2 separate regions of the Mus musculus genome follow, and region 2 is linked to region 1. Evidence: chromatin contacts called from public ChIA-PET data. All regions are on one chromosome and are shown on one strand. The core of a region is the stretch at or near the end of the contact, and the rest is flanking DNA. Distances in the headings are between cores, read along the strand shown. Region 1 overlaps Gucy2d (guanylate cyclase 2d). Region 2 overlaps Gm15506 (predicted gene 15506).

The links. ChIA-PET counts read pairs in DNA pulled down with a chosen protein or histone mark.
Region 2: an RNA polymerase II ChIA-PET map of effector CD8 T cells shows a contact between it and region 1, with 6 times the contacts expected there. The contact joins two enhancer-like sites. A contact is called at or near these places in 13 of 39 promoter capture datasets (the 3T3-L1 cell line, the C10 cell line, the SN4741 cell line and 7 more), 2 of 15 datasets of contacts at CTCF or cohesin (large pre-B cells and pro-B cells), 31 of 484 Hi-C or Micro-C datasets (the AML12 cell line, the BV-2 cell line, the C10 cell line and 19 more), 18 of 115 datasets of contacts at active chromatin or transcription factors (the 230-238 cell line, the HPC-7 cell line, the SCID.adh cell line and 13 more) and 3 of 9 other capture datasets (adipose tissue, liver and macrophages).

Annotation. Positions count from the first base shown.
Region 1 is chr7:98,468,065-98,471,116 of GRCm38.p6, reverse strand. It overlaps Gucy2d (guanylate cyclase 2d), which reads right to left. Exons shown (of 19, transcript NM_001130693.3): 15 at 1-103. Among named protein-coding and RNA genes, the nearest start is that of Gm38588, 12 kb to the left of the region's middle. Within about 2 kb of position 1,801, at least 40 of the 459 cell types and tissues checked have an H3K27ac peak or open chromatin away from gene starts, as enhancers often do. A contact at or near this core is called in the CH12 cell line, DN2 thymocytes, the P5424 cell line and 2 more, where this site is marked.
Region 2 is chr7:98,692,774-98,696,122 of GRCm38.p6, reverse strand. It overlaps Gm15506 (predicted gene 15506), which reads left to right. Exons shown (of 1, transcript NR_144495.1): 1 at 1-3,349. Among named protein-coding and RNA genes, the nearest start is that of Gm15506, 8.5 kb to the left of the region's middle. Within about 2 kb of position 1,857, at least 143 of the 459 cell types and tissues checked have an H3K27ac peak or open chromatin away from gene starts, as enhancers often do. A contact at or near this core is called in the CH12 cell line, DN2 thymocytes, the P5424 cell line and 2 more, where this site is marked.

The DNA.
Region 1 (3,052 bases), core at 552-3,051:
TAAGGATGTCCAGGGCCAGGTTGGCGATCTCAGCAGCGTGCCGATTTCCATTGCGCCGAGGGAGACCAGAAGCCACCATGTAGGCATCCCCTATGGTCTCCACCTGCAAACAGCAACGTCATGCTGGGGCAGCCTGTTGCACACCCAATCCTACATGCTGCCGATCAGTAGCCCTCACCCTACCACCCCCAGATCTCACACACTCTGCAGCCTCTGCCAGATCTCCAGACCCAGGCACTGGGCACTGATGAGAGATGCGAGCTTCAGGTGGCTTCTGGCTGTAAGGCAGGTGACAGTGTGTGTGTGTGTGTGTGTGTGTGTGTGTGTGTGTGTGTGTGATGGCTCCGTGGGTAAGAGTGTATGCAGCTGAGTTTGGTGACCTGAGCTTGAGCCTAGAACCCTCATGGTGGAAGGAGAGAACTGGTTCCACAAGTAGTCCTCTGTTCTCCACATACATGCACACACATGCACACACAGAGATACATGCACGCACACACACACACACACACACACACACACACACACACACACACACAGAGAGAGAAACAGACAACAGACCAACAGAGACAGACAGACACACAGACAGTCACAGAGAGACAGACACACACAGAGATAGACACAGAGAGAGAATGAGAGAGAGAGAGAGAATGAGAGAGAGAGAAATTAAAGAGGAGGAGGTAGAAGAAGAAAAGAACGTTCTGGAAGCACCACAGCTCTGCTGCCTGCACACACTGGGGCTTCCTTTGCAGCCACAGCTCTTCCCTGTGAGCTGTATGTGGAGTTAACAGAGCCAGCTGTGACCCTGCCCACAGGGAGCCCCCTGAAGCCCCAGGACCCAATGTCTGTGTGATGCCCCCTCCACCACACCCCTCTACTGCAGAGTTGTTTGTTTCTCGAGACACCGCAATGCCCCACACACCCCAAGTCATGTACCTTGGCTCTTACCAGCCCTGCCCCCAGCCCAGCACTGCAGGGTCAGCCACACTGGCCCTCACAGAGGTGGCATGCCCAGAGCTGCCTGGAAACAAGCAGCCACTTGCAAGGGAGGCCATGGCTGCCTGAAGTGTATGTGCTTCCTTCAAAGAGGAGGCTACCACAGAGGAGAAGCAAGACGAATGGCTGCCTCCCACTGAGCATGCTTGTAGACTCTGACTGTGCTACCTACTTGCTGTGCAGCCTCCATGAGGGACTCTTGCCCTCTCTGAGCTTCATGTGTATGGAGGGCTAAATCATCCCACCAAGGGCACACATAGTGCCAAAGATGGCATGCTGTGAAGACCTCGAGGCCAAGCTCTCCGTCAGGGTGAGGCCTGAGAATGAGGAAGAGCTGAGGTCAGTCGCTGCTAGCCTTCTGTCGGTGACTGCCCTGTCTCTTCTAATCTGCAGAGCAGAGCTGAGCCACTGGTATTTCAACCCCGTGCTTCACTAAGGGGAACTTTGGGCTCAGAGGGTGGACAAGCTTTGGGGTTGTTTGATGGCTTAGATGGCTAAGGCCTCACATCTCACACAGCAGGTTGAGCTGGGAAACCACACCTCTCCTTGTCCCCTTTCTCCTGTCCCAAGCCTTGTCCCAGCACTCAAATTCTTTGCTATGTACAGAGAAGTGCTCACCCAGCAATGCTGATGCTGGGGTGGTCCTTCCACCCAACCCCATTACCAACCCCCATCCTTATCCTCCATTCTCTCCCTCACCCCTACCCATACTGCCACCCTTGCAGGAAGTGGTTATATGGTTGCTTCTCAGCCCAGAAAAGATTCAAAGTGGTAACTAGATCCTGCTGTTGATGGGCGGGGGGACCAAGGCAGATGGGGGGAGTGATGAGAGATGCACTACACATCACAGAGGCTGGGCCTGCTGTTCCCCACATCTGGAGGGGTGTGCGGGCCTTGTTTGATTTCATTTCCCTCTGCTGGGAAGATGCAGGCCTCTTGGCTGGAGTTCAGAGCAGAGCTGAGCCGTGATTCAGAGCTGTGAGGGCCACATGTGTGAGAAAAGATTGGCAGAGGTAGGAGAGACAGGCCAGGGGTAACTTGGGGCAGATCAAAGCATGGAGGCGCAGGGAGACCTGTGGGACACACAGGAGGCCGGGGTGTGCCCATTGGCCTTCCAGACATCTTAGGAGCCATGGAGTCCCCAGGGGGAGCAGAAGAGAGGCTGGGGTCTCAAGTGGCAGTGGCAAAGGTGGTCACCACCATACTGTCTGCAGGAGAGAGTGCTTGTGGTAGCCTGTGAACACTTGGGGTTCCTCGTGGCTCTGCTGTTGTCTGTGTAGACCCAGGCAGGCTTCCTTCCTCTCTGGGCCTCTGGACTGAATCAACAAATTCTGCCAAGGGGAGTTTTACAAGTGCCAATGAGAGCAGCTACCTATGCAAGGGAGTGAATGGGAGACTGGAAAGATGGCTAGCAGGGAGCAGGGAGAGAGGAAAAAGGTGGGTGAATCAGGAAGAGGAAGGGTTATATGAGAAGGTCTGGTGGTGTGAGCCTCGAACACTCAGAAAAATGTGGTGGTCCACAGAGGTGGAACAGCCACAAATGCACTCAGAGAAGAGCTGGGTCAACTCCAGAGGGCTTGTGGGCCACTGTGACATTATCCCAAGAGAATCTATGTCGCAAAGAGGGTAAACTTCCTACAAGGGGCTGAGGACTCAACAGCAAGTTCAGCCCTCAGGTTCACCCGAGTCACTTCACCCCACCATCTCATCTGTAAGTGAGGGGTGCTAGCCCTTTCCTCCTAAGTCCTCATGCACACAAAGCCCTTAACCTGGCATCTTGTATACAGTAGGTGCTCAGTAAGTGCTGGGGCACTACAAACAGTGTAAGCAGCTTGCCTGCTCCATCTCCTGACTCTTTCCGGAAGAAATCAACTTAAATGTCACACTCCATCCCTCCTTGGATTCACATCCCCTGCAATGTGGCTACAACGCCCATCCACAGCTGGTACTGCGTCTTCCACCTCTTCAAGTTGTCTCCCTCAGCCAACAGAATTTGTCAGGAAAAGCAGTGTGCCAACCCCAGGCGAGAGCTCAAGGGCTAACATGCCTCTGCCCTCTC
Region 2 (3,349 bases), core at 608-3,107, 220 kb before region 1:
TTACAGCATTCAGTCTCTGACTAGTTACTACCTAAGCCACTTTTATCAAGACAAATTCTTACACGTCGTGTGATTCTGACTGTACTTCTAGAGTGACAGATTAATCCAGGTGGGACCCAAGTCCCTAAAGGTGACCTTTTTTGGAGCTAGTTGTTAAGAGTCTTTATATGGAGCTAGATGGCAGGTGTTAGGTCCACAAACTCAGTGTTGTTGTCCTCTAAGCACTACCTGTACAATCATTTTAATAGTTGTCCTTTTTAAGAAAAACCACACTCTAGACACTGGAGAAGCAAGCAGTACTTAAAATGCTAGAAGAATTGACTACAGTGTTGTTATGGGAAACAAGGGTGACAAAAAGCCAGGAAAAAAAGATTTTAACATGTGCTTTGTTGATATTTTTGCTTGTTGAGATTTAGAAAGTTGAGAAATACAGAAACAGACAGAAGTTTGCCCCTGGCACTGGAGGCCTTCCTCAGCCCCATATCTGCCTCAGCTTCCTCCCTCCCAATTGTCTAACAAAGAGCCACTTACTGAATCTCTTTGGGATTGGCCTGTAGACACAGACATAGCCCTTGCCCTTGGCTACTGACTAACATTGTGGGATGAAGGAAAATGACCAACTCTGGAAGGTATACCCACTGTGGTTCTTGCCTTAGCAGACTAATCTTTCCCAGAATAAAATTATCAGTACCCAATTTTTATAATACAAAAAATAGAAAGTTGGAATTGCTACATTTAAAGTAACTGTATAAATAAGAAAATGGATGTGAGAAGGCAGAGTGCACAGTGAAATGATAATTGTTAAGCTCGTGCCATTACTAGTTCCTCTTAAGTAGTGCAGCCCCCAAGCCTTGGCCACAAGGAACTGGTTTGAAATATTACCTCCTGGAAGAAACTAGACATAGGCCTCACTTAAAGAAAGAGGTGCTGATGAGACGGCTCATCAGGTAAAGCCAAGCCTGATGACCTGAGTTCAGTCCCTGGATCCAGGGACACTCCCACGATGGAAATAAAGATCCAACTCCCACGATGTATCCTCTGACTCTATGTGTGGGCCATAGCATAAGCATGCCTCTACACACACATGGGGCTAAAAGAACCTAATAAGTAATAAAATAACCTAATAAGTAACTTCAGAATTAAAGCCCAGATTAGATGAGCAATAGGCCCGGGGAGATTGGACAACTTCTTGAGTCACACACCTGCTTGATGGCAGAGCTAGGATGATAAAGGAGCCCAAACTTAGCCAACTCAAGCCAAGCCAGGGAAGTGATTTTTGCTTTGTTCTGTTTTGTTTTTCCTATTGTGCCCTTGGTAATAATTCTCTTACTGAAATGTTTGTTACGGTACCCTGCATTGAATGTCTAATAAGAATGATCGTAGACAGTTTTTAAGGAATATGGTCATCACCCAGAACATCGTACAGATGTTTCCCACATCCCCTGGCTGTCCAGGTCCCCAGTCCTTTCACAGATGTGAATTTATGAGGACATGCTGGCATTCTGTCATCTGCCTTTTCCATAGGTCTTCCCAAGTTGTGTGTTGCATTTTTGTGGTTTTAACATTTCTCATGGACACGCCCATGAAAAATTTAAAACCTGGGTACATAAATTTTATAAAGTACCACTTATCTCTTCAGTGCTGGCTCATATTTCCATGTTAGTATTTATGACACAGTATGTGAAGTCATGAATAAGTCACATAATTTGAGCTCTTATTCCCTAAACACCAACATTGTATTTCTGCAGGTTCTAAAAATTCTTAACACTTCACTTAGAAACCCCACTATAGCTTGCCACAATGTTTCCATAGTAACAGGTTTCAAACAGAAAAACAGGAAGCCGAGAGAGGACGGGGGATGATATTATCAGAGTACATGGGGTGGTGTTGGGGCGCAGTCTGTGGAGTGAATTCTCTGCTCTAGTTAGAAGGCTCCTGAGCAGAGTGACCTGCCAGCTTACCACAGGGATTTGGGATGCTGAGTTCAATGTCTCCCTCAATCACTGTCTTGGTTTTTGAGACAGGGTCTCTCACTGATCCTGGAGGTCACTGATCGGCTCCGGGAGATTGGCTTTTGACTGTGACTGTCCTGGAGCTCATAATGTAGACCAGGCTAGCCTCAAATTCACAGAGATCTGCCTGCCTCTGCCCCTCTGAGTTCTGGAATTAAAGGTGTGTGCCACCATACCTGGCTTGCATACTATTTTAAAATTACATTTTCTCTCTCTCTCTCTCTCTCTCTCTCTCTGTCTCTCTCTTTGTGTGTGTGTGTGTGTGTGTGTACATATATTCTACAGTATGCATGTGAAGTTCAGAAGACAGTTTATGAAAGTAGGTTCTCTTCCTTCACCATATGATTCCTGGAGACCAAACACATGTTGTCAGGTCTGACAAGCACCTCTGTACCAGAGCCATCTAACTGACCCTAGACATACTATTTTTATTGTAACTATAAATATCACTTTTATAATTACACATTTATGCATAATAAACACTAAAATTACTTTTTGTTCTTTTTTAGAAAAAATACACATTTTATGACAGGAAAAGTGATCTGTCTCCAAGGAGCTGATGACTCAAGGGAAGCATGGGATACACAAATAAGTGTCTTGCACAGCAGTAAGGATGATAATGGAAATTTTACCCAGTGTGGGCGGAAGGATCAACTCTGCCTGGGAGAGCTGTTCTTTGGTAAAACGAGGTGACCTTCGCACAGGCTCATAAAGATGACTAGAGTTCTCTGGAGCTTTGTAAATGGTTAAGCACGGTATAAATGTAAGTTGGTCCTTGGCCTTCGTTATTGCTGTCGAGGCTTACCTCATATAAAGCTCTCTTTCTTGTCTCTTTCCCAGGCTCCCCAAAGCCCAGGCTCCCTGGGCCAGGAAACGGCCACAGTTAAGCGGTCACACGTCAGTGCTGTAGCAAGCGAACTGAGGCGCATCCAGAAGATGCAGACTCAGACCCAGAGGCTGTAAAATCACCTGGGAGCCGAGCCAGGAAGCCTCGGAGTGGGAAGCGCCCCTCCCCCCACCCCACCCCTCCCAGCGCCACCCTGTGGAAAGGCCTCCCTCCACCCTGATGGATGTGAGCATCTATACCTGGGGTATGGTAAAAACTAAGAACGAGTATCACACGTCAGTCTGTGATTTACCCCGGCAGGAAATGACGAGTTCCATGTCTTAGGGCCTCCAGACAGGGCGGAGTGGAGAGCAGAGTATGAGTCAGGGGACAGGATGGAGGCGACGGATGATACGTTCTAGATTAACATTTTCTAGCATCAAGTCCTCCTGGTCTCCTCCCTGGGGTCCCCATCATGTCACACTTCTCTGCCTTCCGGGAGGAGATTGGA